2 separate regions of the Sus scrofa genome follow, and region 2 is linked to region 1. A link is a contact called in public Hi-C data. All regions are on one chromosome and are shown on one strand. Each heading gives the region's core, a stretch centred on a gene start, on an enhancer-like site or on the middle of the called end of the contact. The rest is flanking DNA. Distances are from core to core; before and after follow the strand shown.

Evidence for each region. A called contact is a pair of places that touch in the nucleus more often than the background predicts.
Region 2: a contact with region 1 is called in a Hi-C map of epiblast stem cells, with 2.6 times the contacts expected there. The contact joins the promoter of FAM19A3 here to the enhancer-like site in region 1. A contact is called at or near these places in 18 of 47 Hi-C or Micro-C datasets (alveolar macrophages, embryonic fibroblasts, epiblast stem cells and 13 more).

What each region holds. Positions count from the first base shown.
Region 1 is chr4:107,601,518-107,604,610 of Sscrofa11.1, reverse strand. No RefSeq gene overlaps it. Among named protein-coding and RNA genes, the nearest start is that of SLC16A1, 68 kb to the right of the region's middle. Within about 2 kb of position 1,585, at least 22 of the 83 cell types and tissues checked have an H3K27ac peak or open chromatin away from gene starts, as enhancers often do. A contact at or near this core is called in epiblast stem cells, retroperitoneal adipose tissue and undifferentiated spermatogonia, where this site is marked.
Region 2 is chr4:107,717,905-107,720,997 of Sscrofa11.1, reverse strand. It overlaps FAM19A3 (protein FAM19A3), which reads left to right and starts at 1,643. Exons shown (of 8, transcript XR_001303450.2): 1 at 1,643-1,996.

The sequences.
Region 1 (3,093 bases), core at 336-2,835:
GCCCATTACTTCAGAGAAGTAACAAAATTGTTTTTTGTATATTACCTGATAATCCACAAAAGACTACTCAACTGAATAGTGTTTGTCTAATACATGCATTACTAAGCCCAGATAAATGGTTATTTGCAAAAAAAAAATTTTTTTTTTTTTTGTCTTTTTGCCATTTCTTGGGCCGCTCCCGCAGCATATGGAGGTTCCCAGGCTAGGGGTCGAATCTACACCAGAGCCACAGCAACGCTGGATCCGAGCCGCGTCTGCAACCTACACCACAGCTCACAGCCACGCCGGATCCTTAACCCACTGAGCAAGGGCAGGGATCGAACCCGAAACCTCATGGTTCCTAGTCGGATTCGTTAACCACTGAGCCATGATGGGAACTCCTGCGAAGTTGTTTTAAAGGGGATTTCTAAATACTAAAGAAGTATCAAAAAGGGAAACTTGGTTACCTCAAAATACAATGAAAGGTTGTTAAACTTTAAATGTTTGGCAATGTAAGTCCTAGAATACACTGTCAGTAAAATAAAAATCACCTTATAATACATTTACAGTAATTTCAACAATCTATTTCACTTTCCTAAAAGAATACAATCAACTGCCAAGCTGCTCCCTTCAGGGCTGTTTTCCATATGAAAACCCGCAAACATCAACAACGTGCAATCACAATACAGGCAGGTAAACCTGTGCATTTCCAAATTTTGCATCCTAAATCTGAGTCATCAGCCTCTTTGTGGGATTATTGGCAACTCAAATGGCATGACAAAAGTCTGCACTTGAGAATTACTGAAGACAAAGTTTGGGGCTAATTTAAATAATGTAACTGACACTACAAAATCCACAAGAAAAGAGAATTCCTTAGGTCAAGGTAATTACCCAAAAAGTTGCTCAAGAGATACTTCCACCTGACTAGGCGTTATGGGAACTAGAAAGGCAGCTATTACTTTAAAAACTTACAAGAATAAAGGTTCATAAAATACAAAAAACCACAACGGAGACCAGAAAGGGGTAGGATTTGAAGAGAAATGGGAATTTTATGGGCAGAGCACGGTCACAGAGAATCACGAAGGGAGGAGAATTCAGTCAGGATGAGTCCAAGGAAGAGGAAAACACAGTTTAAAGATGAGAAAGTTACAGGTGGCTCGCCACAACGCCAAAAAGCCCTGGAGGAAAAGACCCTAGAGGAAAAAAGGTTATTCAACCCTCCCTCATTTTACAGCCCAGGTCTTTCCACTTCCCGATGGAAAGCATCCCCGGCGGGGACGAAGCGATTTTCTCCCGGTCACCACACGATCTCGCTTGTCTCCCTGCGCCGGTGATCGGGACACCTGCCCGCACCTCCTTCACTAGTTGCTCCTAGCTCCGCGGCCGCTGCGGCCCCGAAGCCTCGCAGGGCCACACCGCCCCCCAACCCGCCTGCGCCGCGCCGCGCCGCACCGCGCTCCCGGAGGCTCCCTCTCCCCCAGCCCAAGTAGCTAGGGCCCCGCCGGGTCCGCGCTCGCGCCGCCGGCCGTCACTCACCTAACCTTTGCACGCGCTCGCAGCGCCGGGGCAACGTGACGTGACGGAGCGGCGCGCCTCTCAGCACCACGCGGACCGCATGCCCCGGGAGGTCGCCAGACCCTGCTCGGACGGGTGGGCGCAGCCGCCTTATACCCCTCCGCCGGGCTGGAGCATGCGCACAGGGGCGGAGTCGGCCCTCCGGGCCGCCGCCCTCCCCCCGCCCGCAGGGCTAACGGCGGGGTGGTCCCTACACAGCTGCCGGGTTCGGCTCGCGGTCCCGCCAGGTGTTTCCTCGCAATCTCATAGTCACCTACACGTGTGCGAGGCACCTACATCAGCTTCATCCTCGGACTCAGGCGGAGAAAAGGGGAAAACCGCTAAGAACTGATGGAGAGCTTCCAGGGGCCTGACTCACCTGTGGGGGGCGAGGGGCGCGCAGAGGAGCCGGGAAGTAACTGGAAGTGGAGCAGCGGGCGGGGCTTGAACGGACGCGGGTGCACCTCGGACCCGGGAAGAGGCCGGGGGCTGGCGGTTAAGAGCGTGGGCTCTGGCCTCGCTGCTTGAGGTCAGTGATCTCCGCGATGTCCCTCAAACTCTCGGGGCCTGTTTCCTGCTCTAAAATGGCAACACTAATGGAAGCGACCTCATTTAGGTGATTGCGATGGTTTCTGAGGAATGGTACACGGAAGTCAGGAAGGAGGAGCAGATCAGACATACGCCGCCGGTCCAAAGGGGTATGGGGGTGTGTGTTAGAAATATGGAGACGTGAAGATTGCAGAGGCCGAGGTTTTGTGGACACTGAATGTTTGGGACAGGGTGTAGTTATGGCTGGCGGTTTTGGGGAGATTGATTGTAAGCTAAGCACTTCATCCGAATCTTCATGACCCCGTGAAGTATTTATTATTGTTTACAAGCAAAGGACCTAAGGCTCAGAGAGATTAAGTAACTTTACAGAGGTCACCAACCTAGTAGTGGCCAACATTTGCAGTCAGGCTTTAGAGCCTGATTTTGTCCAAAAAAAAAAAAAAAAAATAGCCATGGTTCATTGAGCAGGTCCAGATACTAAACTGTATCTGTTAAAGTGATTTAAAAATCTTAATTTAAGAAATGCCAAAAAAAGTAAGTCAAGACTCCTGCCTTTAAAGAATTTAGAAGTTCTTTGGAGAAGATAAGATACAAATCAGCCCACATTTCTTGAGCATTTGCTCCTGTCAGGACCTGTCTTAGCGCTCCAAGCTCTCCCTCTTAATTCTCACAACTGTTTGAGAGTAAGCCTTAGTGGCTTGTTTTTGCAGGTGAATTGAATAACCTGAGATTGAGGGGAAGTAGGGTTTATGGAGTCATTTCCTCCACTATTTCACCGCAAAGTTTTCAGTAACAGTCCATTGTGTTAGTAGAAGACATTGCAGAATCTGTTTGCCAGGTACTGTTTGTGAGCAGAAATTGTTTTTTCCCATTGTAAATGCAGAGAAAGAAGGCATTTCTGGTCACTGGGGTGGCCAGGACTTAGAACTGCAGCACCTGGGGATTATTAGCATGGCAGCAGTGTGCAGGGTTGAGGATAGATAGTTGAGTTAGGGAAACAGGGAGACTCCG
Region 2 (3,093 bases), core at 394-2,893, 120 kb before region 1:
TGGTCCTGCCTAGGGCATGGGAAGTCTCAGCTAGCTGCGGGAATTGGGCATCCTCAAGACAGGTGACCTTGTCCTGGGACCATGCAGAGGTTCAGAGCCCAGAACTGGGCCTCTTCCCTTTGCCTCTCTCCTTCCCATTACACTCTTAAACTAATCCCAGAGCACTCTTAAACTAATAGGAGTGTCCTTCAATTATGAGACAAATTCACAGACAACCACCTCCCCCTTTCATCTGTCTAACACTTTTGTATCCAGAATCTCACCTCTAAAGAATTATATAATATACAAATGCAATTATATTACAATTTTTATGGTGGAGAAACTGAGTCCCAGGAGTTCCCCTCATGGCTCAGTGGTTAACGAACCCGACTAGCATCCATGAGGACATGGGTTCAATCCCTGGCCTCGCTCAGTGGGGTTAAGGATCTGGCATTTCTGTGAGCTGTGGTGTAGATCACAGATGCAGCTCAGATCCTGCATTGCTGTGGCTCTGGCTTAGGCTGGCAGCTACAGCTCTGATTCAGTCCCTAGTCTGAGAACCTCCATATGCTGCCCGGTGCACCCCTAAAAGACAAAAAGACAAAAAAAAAAAAAAAAAAAAAAAAGAGGAGTTCCCATCATGGCACAGTGGTTAACGAATCTGACTAGGAACCATGAGGTTGCAGGTTTAATCCCTGGCCTTGCTCAGTGGGTTAAGGATCCGGCATTGCCTTGAGCTGTGGTGTAGGTCACAGACGTGGCTTGGATCCCGTATTGTTGTGGCTCTGGCTTAAGCCGGTGGCTCCGATTTGACCCCTAGCCTGGGAACCTCCATATGCCTCCAGCGCAGCCCTAGAAAAAGACAAGAAACAAAAAACAAGAGTCCCAGAGTTTCATCCCCAAGTTGGAGTTCATACCCATCAGCCACAAGCCTACCAAAGCCATCCTGTCTGCCTGTCCCCTAGTCCTTCCTGTCCCAGAAGACACCACTCCTAGGGCAGAGATCATTCGCTGTTTCCTCTTGGTTTTAGCATTTTAACAATGGAGGGCTAGCAAAGCAACCTGCATTGCTATGGAGAATTTTCAGATAGGATTGAGGAGGGGTGCCCCTGCAGTTTATGGACGTTCTGGGCCAGGGATCAAACCCACACCACAGCAGCAACCTGAGCCACAGTAGTGACAATTCCAGATCCTTAACCCACTGCACCACCAAGGAACTCCTCAAATAGGAATGTTCTACATCTTTTCTGCCCAATGCAGTAGTCCCTAGCTACATGTAGCTATTTAGTACTTGAAATATTGTGAGTGTAAATGAGAAACTTACTTTAAGATGTTTAATTTATATTTTGATTTAAGTAACTACATAAGGCTGGTGGCTAGTATTGGACAGTGCAGTTCGGGAATATTCGACTCAGAACTCCTGAAGATCTGGGCTATCACTTCTCACACTAAGCACCCCCACCCCAGGCCCTCCAGAATTTTGAGCGACCTTTCTGAGTTACCCTGGCAGCGCCAGGGAGGTAGATGGTCCACTGGACTGCGCTGTGGTGGCCTGCGGCCCTCTTTTACCTGGTCTCGCCTCGGCCGCCAGGGGTCGCTGCGCCCCGGCTGGGAGCGCCGGGCGGACTGAGCGCCGTGTGCGGTGCCCCGCGCGGTCCGGGAGGAGGCGGTGACGCGGGAGGAGGGCTGGCGAAGCGGGGGCGGCCCCCGGAGAGGAAGAGGAGGCGGCGGTGGCCGCTGTGTGCTCGCTGGCGGTCCTGCGGGCAGGAGCCTCGGAAGGACCCTGGCTGAACTCTGCAGAACTGGCCGGGCGGGCCCGGAGCTCCTCGGTGCCCAGAGCGGGCCCGGCATGACCGTGATGCTAGTTTGGCCAGAGCCCCTCCGCCTCGGGGACGCATCAACTTGGTGAAGGGGACAGGGCTCCGGACTAGACAGCAACCGAGCTGGCCGCTCCCGGCTGCAGTCTCCCTTTCGGAGTCTCTATCCAGGGCTCAGAGGCGAGGAGACTCTCGGGCAGGTGGGTTGAACCAGTGGGAACCATCGTAGGGTAACGAGTGGGCACCGCCGTGGGGCAGGTAGGTCCCAGGATGGGGGTTCAGAATTGGGAGGACTGAGCGGTTGCGGGGCGGGGGCGGGAGAAGACAGAGAAAGATTAGAGGATCTTGCGGTTCTCATTCTCAGCCCATGCTAGTATGCAGGGGTTGGGTGAAACAGCCTGGGAAACTGAGGCGCGAGCGTGGAAGCCTGAGAACAACTCCCAGAAGCTTCTTTCTCTAGATCTCTCTGAGGGAGGGGACAGAGGGCGGGAGGACCCACCCCAGTGCCCACCCCAGGTCTGGTATTGGGGTCCATAGGAGAGAGGGGAGGGGTGGCAGCTCAGAGAGAAAAGACACAGCTGCGTTTGTCATGATCAAAACGAAGTGTTCTGATGGAGACAGGGAGAGAAGACACCTCCTCAGAAAAGAGGTACTTCTAGAAGCTCTCTGCCTATGGAGTACACCCACCCTAGAAGTACTGATAGCACTCCCACCCTCTGTCCTCATTGTCCTTTCTGGGCTCTCACTCTGGGAAGCTAGGGCATGGGTTCTCCGTCTCTCTTGGGCCCCACTATCCTACCTGCCTCAGCTCCACTTCCCTTTGGAGGCTGAAGGAGGGGAGATCTTAGGGAGAAATGGAGAAGCTTTGGGGCTAGGGCCTCTGGGAATGGGGGTGAGGGTGGCAGAGCTGAGCCAACTCCTGTCAAGTTCAGGAAGCAGGTGTGATGGGGCCAGGATGAGGAGGCAGAGAGGATTCAGGACCTCGGTCAGTATTCACAGGCACCTCTTTCCAGCATCAGTCTCAGCAGCAGGGCCTGAAGGCCAAGAACTCTTCCTTGACCTTCAGCTCCTTCCCTAGCCAGAGAGATGACAGCATTGATTCTTAGACACCTCCTACCACCAGCCCTGCTTCACTCCTGGGACACAGAAACTCCCTCCAGTTTCTCTTCTGAGGCTTACCACCCTACTGTGCTTCCAGAGTCTGTAAGGACCCCTGTGGATTCCCAGGGCCAAGGAAGGACCCCCCTGCTCTCTGAATTAGGCTCTACCTCAGTGCCCAGTCCACCCCCCATGTCCC